Regions from separate parts of the Sus scrofa genome. Here region 2 is linked to region 1. A link is a contact called in public Hi-C data. All regions are on one chromosome and are shown on one strand. The core of a region is the stretch at or near the end of the contact, and the rest is flanking DNA. Distances in the headings are between cores, read along the strand shown. Region 1 holds the start of SNAI2 (zinc finger protein SNAI2). Region 2 has its middle 52 kb from the start of SNAI2.

Region 1 (2,769 bases), core at 166-2,665:
CTTGTTCTGAGCCAGCCTCCGGTGTGTGGGAGATCTGATGCATATTCATATTTTCCTTTTAACATGAAGATCCCTCTAAATTCCTTTCCCTGGCGTTTGAACTAGTTGGGAGGAAAAAAAAAGAAAGGGGATCTCTGAAATTAGCTCAGGCAGCCTGAGCCCCGCCCTCCCCTGCACACTCCGGCCTCCCCCCAAGATTAAGAAGTTATGCAGCCTGACATGCACCTTCCTCTTACAAGTCTTGACTTCACACTGTTATTTTTCACCTTTTTCCTCCCAGCACCTGTTCCAATCAAGGGTAGCGTGGTCTGATTGCAAATGTGTTCTTTCCTTAGTCTTTAAGCCAAAGGTAGGGAGAATAATCTAGAAGGGACGGAAGTGCTTGTAAATATGGATATAATTTCACTTTTCAAATGAGCCACTTTAGGGTATTTTTAGATTAAATACCATACACACAACCAAAGTATTTTTGCTGATTGCTAGACTAGCTTAAAAGTTTAACCAAGCAGTGCTCAGGATGGCACCCTTTCTTTAAAAACACAATGCAGGGGAGGGGCAGAAACACATGAATTTTGACGACGTTATACCCAAGAAAAGAGCATGGTCTAAAAGCATATACATTTTTGAAATAATTGTCTCTCAAGGCCCCTTCACACTTTTTTTCCATAAAATTACATGGCGATGCCTGAAAAGATGCAAATGCCTTTGTGGGGAACCCTTCCCGTTCCAAAGGACATTAACCCATCCTTCGCTTTCATCCGTACGGTGCCCGGTCTCGCAGGCAGCCGGTCTTTCGGGGGCTACAAAGCGCTTCTTTCAAGCCTCACGGCTAATGTGGTGACACGCCTGCTTCATTTCCCCAGGCGCCGCCTCTGGCTCTGCCCCGGGCCTCCTGGACTCGAAGCGCGTCCCCAGCGAGAGGCGGGTGGTTCGCTAGCCGCGGGGAGTCCCCTGCGGGCCCGCCCCTCACTCACTGGGGCTTTGTCTTTGCCGCTACCTTTCTTGTCAAAAGCCGGGAGTGAACTGTTCCGTCCCTGAGCGAGCAGAACCTCTCCAAAGCCCAGAGGCTGGCCTGGGACCCGCGGGCCCCCTGCCTTTCCCAGCAAGCGCCAGAGCCCACAGCTGGAAGCCAGGCCAGGTTCAGCCGGATCCAGCTCGCCGAGAGCGCGAAGGGCCGACGAGCTGAAGAAGGAAAATTACCTCTTCTTGAAAATACTTAAGCACTTTTTTCCTCTCCACTGAAAGCCGGAGAACAGCCCATTTTGAACCAAAATAATTTAGTCTGACAACAGATTCTTCCTCTGTTCACAGCTGTCCCAGAGGGAGGAGCTGAAATCCGAACCTCTCGGCTGTGATTGGACCCTTCTTGCAAAAGGCAGGAAAAAAAGGCCTCCCCGCCACCGCGGGCTCAGTCCGCGAAGAGCCTGCGACCTGGCGGCGCCGCGCGCGCACCTGCCGGGGCCGCGATGCTGTAGGACTGCGCGCCCCGCGCCCCGCGCCCGGCGCCCCGCGCAGCCGGCAGGATGCCGCGCTCCTTCCTGGTCAAGAAGCATTTCAACGCCTCCAAGAAGCCCAACTACAGCGAGCTGGACACACACACAGGTAAAAGGGGGGCTCTATATTGCAACTCAGTCTGTCTATCAAGAGGTAAATAGCAGTGTGAGCTGCAGCTCAACTTCTACAAAAGTTAGAGGCGGAGCTGTTTTCCTCTAAACAGCGTCCCTCCTGAAAGAGCGGCCGTTCCTTTGATCATCTGGGCTAAGTTTTAATTCAAACTTTTCACTGGCCAGGAAAACTCCATTCGGCTCTTGCAACGTCACTTTCTGAAGCGTGTGCATACTTGCATAATGAGTACGCGGAGGATGAGTAAGGCCACGCGTAAATGTTGAATTACTGCTTTTTTTTTCATGTCATAAGGCTCCTTTCCTTTAGAAAGCAGCTGGATTTACGCCTGTCTTTGTACTCACAGTCATAAACCCTGCAAACAGCCCACGCGTAAAATGGAAGGGAACTTCTCTGCAGCTTTCGAGGTAGTGGATAGGCTTTCCCCTCGCTGGGGACCGCGGAGGCCCTAGCTGGGCGGGGCTGGGCTGCGCTCGCTGACCGCCGAGCCGCTGCAGCCCCGCGACGCTCCGTGTGCGCCCCAAGTACAGTGACCGCGCGAGTAGCAAGGGTGGGAAGAAATGTCCTACCAACGCCTGCGAGTTCCTCCTGCGCGCGTCCTCTCGTCCGTTTGCGTTGCCAAGCAGCTTCGTGGTGGGTTTTCATAGGTTTCTCTCCGCCTCACTCTTCCTTCCCCTCTTGTCTTCCCCAGTGATCGTTTCCCCGTACCTCTATGAGAGTTACCCAATGCCTGTCATTCCACAACCGGAGATCCTCAGCTCGCGAGCCTACAGCCCCATTGCGGTGTGGACCAGCGCGGCTCCGTTCCACGCCCCGCTGCCCAACGGCCTCTCCCCCCTGTCCGGATACCCCCCACCCTTGGGGCGTGTGAGCCCCCCTCCTCCATCCGACACCTCATCCAAGGACCACAGCGGCTCCGAAAGTCCCGTTAGCGACGAAGAGGAAAGACTCCAGTCCAAGCTTTCCGACCCCCACGCCATCGAAGCCGAGAAGTTTCAGTGCAATTTATGCAGTAAAACCTATTCGACCTTCTCAGGGCTGGGCAAGCACAAGCAGCTGCACTGTGACGCCCAGTCTAGGAAGTCCTTCAGCTGTAAGTACTGCGACAAGGAGTACGTGAGCCTGGGCGCCCTGAAGATGCACATT
Region 2 (2,753 bases), core at 3-2,502, 52 kb after region 1:
TACGGGGGCGCAGGGGGCGGGGGGGGCTACCTCCTCAACTGCGGGATGCGAGCAATCACTAGGTTAGCACACTGTCAGGAATCCCCCCTAGGCCTCCAAACATGAGAGTGCCACGAGCGAGGCCAGAATTCCTCTGTAATTAGTGGAAGTCTACGTTTCCTGGAACAGCATGGCTTCAAGAATGTTGGGAAAAGATCACCTGTTTCTAGTAGTTTTGAATTGTGTGTGCAAAATGCCTCCAACTGCAAAATAGAGAGGAGTCCTCCAGACTCTTGTTGTCTGTGGTCTCTACGTGTCCACAGAGCATTGTGTGTGTTCAGTTCAGAACGTCCCACATTCCGTGTAAGGGGCATAGGCGCCTAGCCTGCAGTCCTCAGGTAAAGGGCTTTTGGGAGGAACAAAATGAAGGCCCCTCCAAGACCACAGCACCCTGAAGAATTAGCAGAAGGCAGCTATCATCCATGTGCCATCTTCAGGGCAAAGCCCTGTGTTATTCTGAAGTGGAATATTCCATTTCCGAAAAACTAAGATTCCTGGAGTTAAAGCCACAATCTGCGGTTTCCTATCTCAGTGTGAAAACAAAAGTGGGGGCTGAGAGGCCTGCCCGCCCCTTGGCTCACGTCGGTGCCCCGACAGCCAGGCCCCCGCTGACCTGCCCTGCATACCCATTCCTGCCAGCAGGGAAACTACGTTCTGTGCCCTGAGACTGTCATGCGGTCTGCGGTCAAAGCCGTGTCGAAGGTCCCCGCAGACATCGGCACAGGAGGTCACCGGAGGTGCTAAGGCTTGAGGAGGTGCAAGTGGGTTCCAGAGAGTGACACTGTCCAGAGGAGCCCCCCCTGTGCTGGGGAGTGTCTGAGCACCCAGAACATCAGGCAACACTTGGACCACATGCTAACCTTTCTGATAGAAAATCTAGTAGAAAAAAGATAAGCAGTCTCTTTGAATATGATGGGGTCAAATCCAAAGGTATTATTATTATTACAAGAATTAGGATTGAATTATAATCTTTGTGCAGAATTTTCGATAGTTTCAAAATGCGGAGGTGGTGAAGGTTTCCGTGACTCCTGGTTTAACTGTTCAGACTTTTTAAGAGAGAAGTAATACCTTCGTGGGGAGGAGGGGCGGGCAGGGAGCCATTGTCATTTCCATAGAAACCAAGGTTTCGTTTTCAAGAGTGGGATCCAGCCCAGCAAACAGCCGGAGGAGAAAGGTCTGCCTGTAAACAAGCATGTTTGAAGCCAGGGCTTTTCCCAGCAGGATGAGATCTGGAGCCTGGATCAGTGTCCCATCTGCCCACAGCCAGCCTCAGGCCTCCCCAACCCCTCATGTGGGGGCTCCTGCTGCCACATGAATCAGGAGGGTGGTATCTGGCCTCCAGGTACCAGTGCCTGAGCTGGGGGGTCTGACACGAGTGAGCTGGGAGTGAGGAGCCCTGAGACCTGATGACCTCCAACCCAGGCCACGTGCAAAGGAGCAAACTGGGGCATGACAGCCGCTGGACCAGCTCCTGCTCTGTCCCTCCCCCAGAGCGAGGCCAGTGTGCCACCTTGAGCCTGATGTCCCCAGGTGGGGGTCAGAGGCTCTGACCTCACAGCCACCGCTGACCCTGAAGGTGGCTGACCAGACCCAGGTTAAAATACAGCCAGCTGTTCTGCCTGGATGGCACAGAGCACTGGGCCTTAATGCTTGTTTAAGAGCCACTCTGTTTTATGTGGCACATTCTTGGCCCTAAGAAGGAGGCGTGGCGAGCCCTGCACAGGGTTGTCTCTGAGGCTGCCCTACAGCCCAAGAGTGACTCCCAGCAGCTGCTCCCTCACTGTGGGGCCACCTCCCATGTCCCATGGCCCTCTTCCAACCAGGCCTGGGGGCTACGGACCCCGACAGCCCCATCCGTGGAGGCCTCCTCCCCCTGCCCAGTGTGACATCCAGGCCAGACCCCCTCAGCCATCCGGGATGGTGTCTGCAGCAGAAGGAGCGCTGGGGCAGGGCAGGGGTTCTCTACTGGACTCAGGGTCTTGGTGGAGGCACCTGCCAGCCTGTCCCGGCACAGAGGGGGCTCTGCCCCTCCCCCATCCAGCCTGGCCTCACAAGGTCAGGACTGGATGGTAGGAGGGGTGTAAGCTCGCAGCTGGGGATACTCCTGAGTCATAATAGACTAATATCTAAAGGCTTCTGGGGACACAAGAATAAATAAATCCCAATTTCTGCCTTTGGAAAGTTATAATATAAATGAGGAAATAAGCAAGTAAACAGGAAATTAATTACAAGAGTGAAGTCACTGCCATGACGGAGGGGGGCGTGACAGATATGGGCCCCCAGTAAGAGACGACCCATCAGCAGGGCTCAGGACAGCCACGGGCGGGAAAGCCTTGAGAAACAGCACCTCCCCAACCTGGAAGGTCAGGAAAGGCTCCTCTGGATAGGTCACGCCCAACTCTGTGAAGGTGAGTTGCAATCAGCCAGGGAGAAAAGGTGACAAGGACACCAATAGGCAGAGGAAACAGAATCAACAGGCAGGGGGCACAGGATAGGGGGCTCCAGGCAGAGAGCCGCTGGCCTAGAGTTGCTCTCAGGAGAAGCAAGGGTTGGGGCAGAGGATGGACTGAGGGGCTAAAAGCTGCTGGGTGGAGGCCCCGTGGTGCCACAGTTACTGTGGTCCAGGAAGTGTGGGCCAAGTTGGACAAGGCAGTGGATGAGACACACTGGGTAGCTTAGGGAAGACACAGGATTGAGCTTTCCACATGTCACTT

Evidence for each region. Hi-C and Micro-C count contacts between places; a contact is called where the count stands out from the background.
Region 2: a Hi-C map of liver shows a contact between it and region 1, with 1.9 times the contacts expected there. A contact is called at or near these places in 1 of 5 promoter capture datasets (liver), 4 of 47 Hi-C or Micro-C datasets (epiblast stem cells, fetal skeletal muscle and liver) and 1 of 2 datasets of targeted methods (skeletal muscle).

What each region holds. Positions count from the first base shown.
Region 1 is chr4:79,263,465-79,266,233 of Sscrofa11.1, forward strand. SNAI2 (zinc finger protein SNAI2) reads left to right here and starts at 1,416. Exons shown (of 3, transcript XM_005663090.3): 1 at 1,416-1,602; 2 at 2,315-2,769. The coding sequence starts at 1,524.
Region 2 is chr4:79,315,134-79,317,886 of Sscrofa11.1, forward strand. No RefSeq gene overlaps it. Among named protein-coding and RNA genes, the nearest start is that of SNAI2, 52 kb to the left of the region's middle.